Regions from separate parts of the Anser cygnoides genome. Here region 1 is linked to region 2. Evidence: chromatin contacts called from public Hi-C data. All regions are on one chromosome and are shown on one strand. The core of a region is the stretch at or near the end of the contact, and the rest is flanking DNA. Distances in the headings are between cores, read along the strand shown.

Region 1 (3,810 bases), core at 25-2,524, 61 kb before region 2:
GCTGGAGCTGAGAGCACACATTTCCCCCGGACAGGGCTCTGGCAGACGAGCCAGACGACATGCCTGGTGCGGCACGTGTGCGTGCCGGCGCTGGGAAAGCTGCTCCACCCCAGCCCGGCCGGCACCTCCACCGCGTCCCCTCGCTGCCAGCCCAGCACGGAGGTGGCATCTCGCTCGGGCACCTGCCAAGGGCCACGGGCAGCAAGCGGGAACAACGCAGAGACAGCACCTCCATGGGGAATTCGCTCCCCACCTTCCCAACCGCCCGGCAGCATCTGCGTCACCGATGCGCCGGGGAGAAGCAGCACCTGCAAATCCCCTGCTCATGCCTGGGGACGGCTCTCCGGTCCTTTGCTGTCACCTCAAAGGGAACAGGGCAGCAGGACGCAGCTGTGTGACAGCCCCGATGTCCTGCATGGCCAAGCGGCCACGTGCGGAGCCGGCCGCAGAGCGCCCCAAAGCCGGGCCCCGTGCCCAAGCCCTTTTTGCCCTAAAAACCGCAGCCCCGGCACCGGAAGACTCTGGAAGAGGTGAAGTAACCCCCACCCCCCACCCCTGCACCCGTCTGCCCGTTACGGGTTTCTGCCACTTATGAAATATTGCCAACCGCCAGCACCTCGCCTCTCCTCCCCAGCCCGCGAGGCACAGACGTGGCAGCGGGAGCGGGCTGGGGTGATGCAAGGGGCTGCGGACACCGAGGGGCCCCAGCCGAAAAGCGCTCACCCCATGCCCCCCCCCAGCCTGAACCCAGAGTGGAAGGGATCAGGGAAGGGAAGCGCAGCGGCACGGGTTTATTTTCACCGTGTGCTTTCAGTGCTGGACACCCGAGGGAGACCACAGCCCCTCACAGCTGGGATCTCTCCTGGCCGCTGGGAGCTGCAGCCCTTGACCGGGAACACTGTCACCTCTCCCCCAGTCCGGCCCGCAGCACATCACAGCAGCCAACTGGGACAGCGGCCCGCGGCACGAGCAACTGGATAACCGCTTACACCCTCAGCGGTCCCCCTTCCCCAGCAGGGAGGGAGGGGAACAGCAAGGATCCAGCCGCCAGCCTGCCCCCACGACGCACACGGAGGCTGTCGATGCTCGCCGTCACCCATACACCCCCGTCCCCTCCTGCCAGCTTCCTGGGGGAGACCCTTTTGGGAAACCCCCCCCCCCCATAGCGCACAGCTCCCCGCCTCTGCCCCACGCCCCAGGGGCGTGCAGCACGGCGGCGGCTACTCCCCGTGCACGCGCCTACGGCTCGCCAACAGCTGCGAGCCAGGAGTGCTGACGGCGTAAATCTTTGCCACCTCCTCCCCTGCCTGCCAGGGTGGCTCTAGTGACACCCGAGGCACCGGAGCCGCCTTGACTCGGTGCCATACACGAGACGACAGCGATACGAGCCCCCGAACACGGCGGGCTGAAACCAAAGCCCGCGGATCAGATGCACCCGGACCGCAGCAGCGGCCGCTCCCCGTCCCTGCAGCTGCTCTGCCCCAAAACCTGCCCCTGCCCCACCGGCACCCTGTGCCACAGGGCTGGCAGCTGCTCCAAGGGCTGAATTTACAGCCTCGAGTCGTGTCCCCTGAAGGGCTTCGGTCTCATCCAGAACAGTCCGATCTATTTAACTCCTTTTCATCTCTGCAGGAGAGCTGTGGTGGTCCCCGCGGACACAAGGGATCCTCCGGAGGGGGGCTGCAGTCAGAGCCTTCGCCGGCCCGACCACGACCACACTGCAAAAACCACTGCCCTAAGAGCCGAGCTCGCCACTGGCCTGGCGTGGACCTCTATTGTCTTTTAATTTGATTTCATTCCACGTGGGACTCCGCGTCCAGGCTGTTTTATTTTTACGCGGCTCTTGCTCAATATTTACTATTGCTGGCGGCTGCGTCAGCACGGGAACGCCACGCGCTCCCCGGGCAGCCCGCGCAACCCCGGGCGGGCGGCCGTGCCACGCTCCTCCAGCCGTCCTGCCCTCGCCCTGAATCACCGCCCTGCCCGGCCTCCCGCGGCCAAAGTACACAGCGGGGCAGGACGCGGGGTTCCCTGCCGCCGGCCGAGCTCCAGAGCTCACCTCCTGCTCACCCGGGAGCGCTCACGGGGCCCCAGGGAGGAGGAGGAGGAGGAAGAGGAAAAGGGGAAGAAGCGGCCACGAGCACTCGAGGGACCTGCGCTCGTGCGCTCCGGCTTCCCGCGGACTCAGCCCCTGCCTGGCTTTGCGCCCTGCGACAAGCAAACGCAATGCGAGGTGTCAGAGCTTCAGGGATGGGACGCCCCAAAGGACCGTCCCCAGCTGGGGACACGCATCCCGCTAGCAGAAGGACAGTGGCTTTTCCTCGTGCCAGGATGGAAACCACCCCGCCGGGACCACGGGCACGTCCCCGCTCAGCCCGTGTTCCCCAGCAGCTCTCCGAGCTCCCACTGCGTTCTCAACCCACAGGGAATGGAGAGGGCAGGGAGAGCGAGCCGGGCTGCCGGCGGGGTTATTTCCTGGCAAATTGTTTTACAAGGACAGCTCTGTCTGGAGACACCAGCAGGCTCCCACGCAGCTCGATCTGAGGCTGTCTCTCTCTGCTTGCCGGGTCGGGCGATCGCAGCATCACCACAGGACGCGTGCCTGGCACCGCCGCGGCCGGTCTGAGGACAGCCGAGCTGCTCCCACGCGCCCCACATCAACCCCAAAGCGTGAGAACAGCCAAACAGTGTCAGCCCTCCCGGGCCAGCACCGAGTGCTGCAGCATCTCCCCCGTGCCCCCAGCCACATCCGACACCTCCCCTGTGACGGAGGTGTAATTAAACCCGGCACCCCGCGGGCGCCCACCAAACCCTCCCATCTGCACAGTCCTCACGCTGCAAGGAGCGCTCGGCGTGCTCTCCGGCTCCGTGTCCTGCAAGACGCTGTGTGGAAATTAAAAAATACTCATTTACCTCCCAGATTGCTCACCAAAATCCCCAGGAAGGAAGGGCCTGGCTGCTGGAAGCCCGCTCTAGCAGGGCGTACAGTGACCTGCCCAAGAAGCCTTGGGGACCGAGCTGTCCCCCGGGGGTCCTAGGGCTGGCTCTGCTCCCGACAAGGACACGTACGCATTAGTTTCGTGTGCTCGCCATCCTTCCTAAGCACAGAAACGTAACCCAATTCCTTTTATTTCGTCGTTCTTGATTTTTTTTAATTACTGAAACATGGCGCAGAAGCAGCAAACAAGCGGGCCCCCGCTCCCGCGGCTCGCCGAGCCCTGCCCGCGCAATTAACCCAGCTACGCCCAGGCGTCCCGTGCCCTCGCTCGTTAGAAAGGAGCTCGTTACCCGCTGCCAGAGCCGGGAGAGCTACAGGCGCTCGGTGGGGGCAGGTTATTGTGGGATGGCACGGGTGCCGGTCCCCGCATCACCTGCACCGAGTGCCTGCCAGCAGCAATTAAGTCAGCCTTCAAAGAGAGATCCCAGCTTTCCCAGAGCCATTAGCCATGCCCTGGAGGGAACGCAGTCTATTTTCAGCCACAATGACTTAAGACCAGGTCACCAGCAGGTTAAATGGGACCGTGCAGCATTATCTCCCTGCCCTCCCATTGAGAAATTAAACACCGCTGCATGATGGGCAGGAGCCAGCCCCGCGGCCGCGCGCCGGGGCGCCGGCCAGAAGCCGGGGAGGTAAATGCCACCTGCCCTCTCCTCCCCTCGGCTTTCCATCTCCCCAAACGGCCGCCAAGGAGAGCCAGCGTTGGTCCAACGCCGCCAGACTCAGCGTTCCCAGCTCCGTGCCACGGCCGCGGCTTCCCGGAGGATCTCACGGTGCAGGATGGAGACGGCCAGGGGAGCTCCGGGGCTCCG
Region 2 (4,033 bases), core at 888-3,387:
AAGGGAGCACAGAGCTGTCCTAACAAAGCATTCTGCAAAACAAATGCTTTTATAAAAACAGTTTATTGTTTATTTGTTTTTTTTTTTTTTTCAGAGTTCAAGAGCACGACATTTATGCAGACACACTGAAGTGTTCTATTTCTTGGCATTTTTTCAGAAGTCAGACTTGTCTTCACAGCTAACAGAAGAAGCAAGCTACTCTCCCCACCTTATAGTCTTTCTGAAGTAAGACTGTATGGGTTAGACTCTTGTCAAGGCAAAGCGTCGCGAGTTTCCTGCAGGTTTTCCTGACATTCAGGACAAGGTCTGTGCAAGGGACGTAGCTTAGGATGTGCAAAAGGATCTCATCCGAGAACTCCATCAGGTTGACACCATTATTTTCCTCCTCGCTCTCCCCACTTACAAGCTCCTGAAAGAGAAAAAAAAAGAAAAAAAGAAAAGCTACCAGTTCACAGACTTCAGCAAAGCTTGTGAGAAAACGGATACCCTGTGTCTCAGAAGGATTTATAAAGCGAGATTTATAAAGTGAGATAAAACAGAACCACTTGAATTGTTAAATACTCCCACCCGCCTTGAGAAGCCAAAACCTCTCCCTTAAAAGACAAAACTGAGGTAGTGCAAAACTTCACGCAAAGCCACAGTATCTTCAGTCACTCTTTTGCTGTGGACTGCTTAAGAAATAAAACATTTACCTTCATTCTTCTTCTGCTACTGATTTTGCAACTGGAAAAGCGTCACTCCCTGATTCTTTCAGAATATAACCCAGCAATCCCTTCCCACATCTTTCCCCTAAGAGCAATCCATTCCAATAACCTTACAAGTTACGTAACCGTTCATATGTATCAAGAAATAATCAGCCTGCAGCCCAGTATCAGACTACCCCTAGCTCTTCTGCAACACGTCACGCCGTAACTGTGCCAAACCTCGACCACCGATGGCTGTGCTCCCCTCAAGCACCCCTTTTGCTCCCTCACCCCGCGATCCCTCCATCACCACCCAAGAGGCCCCTGCCTGGCCCCCAGCCCACCCCCATCGCACCGAGCTGGTGGTTTTGGACTTAAACCCTGCTTTTAATGAAGCTCGAGTGGAAATTAACGCAGCGCCAGCCCCTAAAGGGGAAGGGGGTGCTCTGGTGCCACGTCGCATCACCCAGAAAACCCCACAGAGCATCCCTCCAGGAGGGCGACCCCTCAGGACCGGGTGCTCAGCCCAGCCCCGCGGGGAGCCCCCTCACCCCCGGGGCCGGCTCCAGCCCCGCTCACCTCACCCCCAACCCCTGAGGGGAGCCCGGCTTCCCCCATCCCGGGGCCGGCCGCGGTTAACCGGCGCTCGGAGGGACGGAGGACGGGGAGCAGCCCCTCCACACCTCACCTCTCCACAGCGGAACATGGCGGCGGCCCCGCCGCACCGGGCACCGCTCAAACCCGCCGCCTCCCGGCCTGGCTCCCCGCCGGCCCGGCCGCCGCACGGTTCTTCCGGCGCTGCCATGACCCGGCTTCCGCGGCTCGCCACTCCTCCGCCGCCCCGCGCCGCCATCTTGAGGCGGGAGCGCGGGGAGGGCGCGGCCGCCGCCCGCCGCCATCTTGAGCGCGGCGCCGCCATGCTGGGGGTGGCGGCTGGGCGCTGCCCCCCTGACGGAGGATGCGGGGCTCGGTCCCCGGCTTGCAGGGCTCGGCCCTGAGGTTAAATTAAGCACGGTCCCGCTGCATGCAGCGGGTTTCTTCACCTCTGCCTGACTCTGGTGGTGCTGAGGTGTTGGGAGCCGAGCGAGGAGGGCAGCCTCTCGGTGTCTCCTCTCGGTCTCCTCCGCCACCTCAGCGGCTGACTCACGCCAGGCCCGCGCCCCACGAAACCTTGAGGCTGCTCCCAGAATGAAAATCCGCCCTGCGCCGAGCCGTGACTCAGCCGGCAGCAGCACACGGGGCACGGAGGGCTTGGCCGGCCACCCCAGCGGGGTATTTTGCAGCCTCCGGGGCATTTGCTGGATTAGTGCCCTGCTCTTCAGCGCAGGCAGCGGGCAAATGATCCTGTCCCTGTCCATAGTGGTTTTGTAGGCTGGGAGCAGCTTGGGGTGACACCCTGAGCACTGAAGGACTTGATCCTAATGAGAGAGGGGGGCCATCACTACTACCCCTTCCCTCCAAAGCATCCACCCGCACCACAAAACCCTTATATAAACCAGCTGGCTTCAGCCTCACTGCTCATTTATGCAATGAACGTAACCTGGGCTCTGACGAGGCTGAATCTCCTCACCCCGGCAGCAGGTGTGAGGCAAATTCCACACAGGGGGCCGTGCAGAAGTCACCCGGGGGTGCTGCGAGCGCAGCCATTGCATAGAGCAACGTCCACTGGGACCCGCTGGCTCAGCACTCCTGCTGTTAGCTCCTCTTCCCAAATCTCAAGTACAGACAGGACTAGAGCGCTGGAATTTCCAGTTACGTGTGTGCTTGGGGAATTTTGTTCATAGAAAATGTGTTTTAAAGATGACCCACAAAGGAAGATGAATAGGTTGCTGCTTTCTTCCTGGTTGATTGTTGCCATTTATGGCCATGAATGAGATTAGTGGTGGATTGGCGTTTTGGCTTAGAAATATCGAGTGCCTCAGGTCTTGATTACCTGTTTTGCTTCCAGGCCCGTGAGCAGGGTCTGGACTTGGAGAGGAAACCCCCTCTTAGCCCTTAGATGAGGGAGAGCCTCAATAAGAGAATCGGTACCTGCTTTGTTTGTCATGTGTTTCAGTTAAATAGAAGATAATGTCAAATTAAATCCAGAGGCCCTGCAGTCAGGACTGACTTGTTTGACATCTGGGCTGAATACCAACCTGCCGTATTTGCAGTCATCGGGGGAAGCAGAGACCGGGGTGGAGAAAGACCTGCATTTCCAGCGCAAATGTAAATAAGATCAAGAGCAGGGCCCGTAAGCAGAGTAAAAGCCCTGCCTGGAGAGCCAGACTGACTGGAGCAGCCTGCGTTAGGACTAGCCATGGGTTCCCTCCAGTCCTGGGGCGTATGTGGACCAGACGGCTGTTGCCAGCCCCGAATGGGATCTGAGATAGGTTAAAGAACCTCCCCAGGCTCCCAGCAGTTGTAAGAGGAGCTGCTCCGACTGATGGCCCACCAAGCGATGAACAATGTGGCGGCGTTGATAAGACACGAGGCTGAATACCAGGTGGCAGCAGGACATCAGATGGGCTGTAAAGGAGGAAGGAAGCAAACAGCTACGCTGAACTCTGGCATTTCTCTTGATGGTTTTGGCCAGCAGGTGAGAGGAGAAACCTTCCCTGCTGCACCTTGGTTCAGGAACGCTCGTCCCAGTGTTGGCACATGGGAACCTCCCACGAAGACAGGTTCATTTCACTGCTGGGCTGTCTCAGAGCAGACTTTGATCATCTATGACTAATGCAGTTTTCTTAGCCCAAAGAAGGCAAGCACATACCATGCTGTCCCGGTCCAAGAGGGCAAACAAACAAATCTGGTGCTAATATCCAGATACGGTGTCCTGTACAGTATCTCTTAACTGTTCATGGCCGGACTGATCTGGTGATTATTTTTTTTTTCTTCAGGGAAACTTTTGGGTCATTTCTCTCCCCTGGTTCTTAACACTGATACAGTCTGTACAGCTCATTTTTTTTGTCAGCATGACGAAAGCCCAGTGGCCAGAGCACTTGGTGTGCTTGGGTGAACTGCTGTCTCCACTGCCGTAAGTGGTTTTCAGCGCTTGATACGATTTAATGCGGTAAGGCCTGCTAAAGTAGATTACAGCTGGGTATAATGCAAGTCAGGGCAGGCTCCGGGTCAGCAATCCCTCTGCAAAGACCAACTTCAAAGAGCAGGACAACTCCTCCTCCTCCAGCCACAGTCCCATCCACGAGCTGACACCTCGGAAAGCCCATTTTTTTTATGAAGCTGAGGCTTTGTGCCCTCAGAGGGGACTTCCACGAGGAGACGAGTTGTGTTTGAATGCCCTGGGACTTCCTGGGACATTTGCATGCAGCCAGCGTGCTGCAGCGCATGTTCTCTAATGAGAGGACGGG

Evidence for each region. Hi-C and Micro-C count contacts between places; a contact is called where the count stands out from the background.
Region 1: a Hi-C map of liver shows a contact between it and region 2, with 20 times the contacts expected there. The contact joins the enhancer-like site here to the promoter of FBXL18 in region 2. A contact is called at or near these places in 3 of 7 Hi-C or Micro-C datasets (granulosa cells and liver).

Annotation. Positions count from the first base shown.
Region 1 is chr15:4,055,570-4,059,379 of Taihu_goose_T2T_genome, reverse strand. The region is part of intron 2 of TNRC18 (trinucleotide repeat containing 18); the gene reads right to left. Among named protein-coding and RNA genes, the nearest start is that of TNRC18, 11 kb to the right of the region's middle. Within about 2 kb of position 1,274, at least 2 of the 3 cell types and tissues checked have open chromatin away from gene starts, as enhancers often do. A contact at or near this core is called in liver, where this site is marked.
Region 2 is chr15:3,995,696-3,999,728 of Taihu_goose_T2T_genome, reverse strand. It overlaps FBXL18 (F-box and leucine rich repeat protein 18), which reads right to left and starts at 2,137. Exons shown (of 5, transcript XM_048061830.2): 1 at 1,372-2,137; 2 at 209-409. The coding sequence starts at 1,602.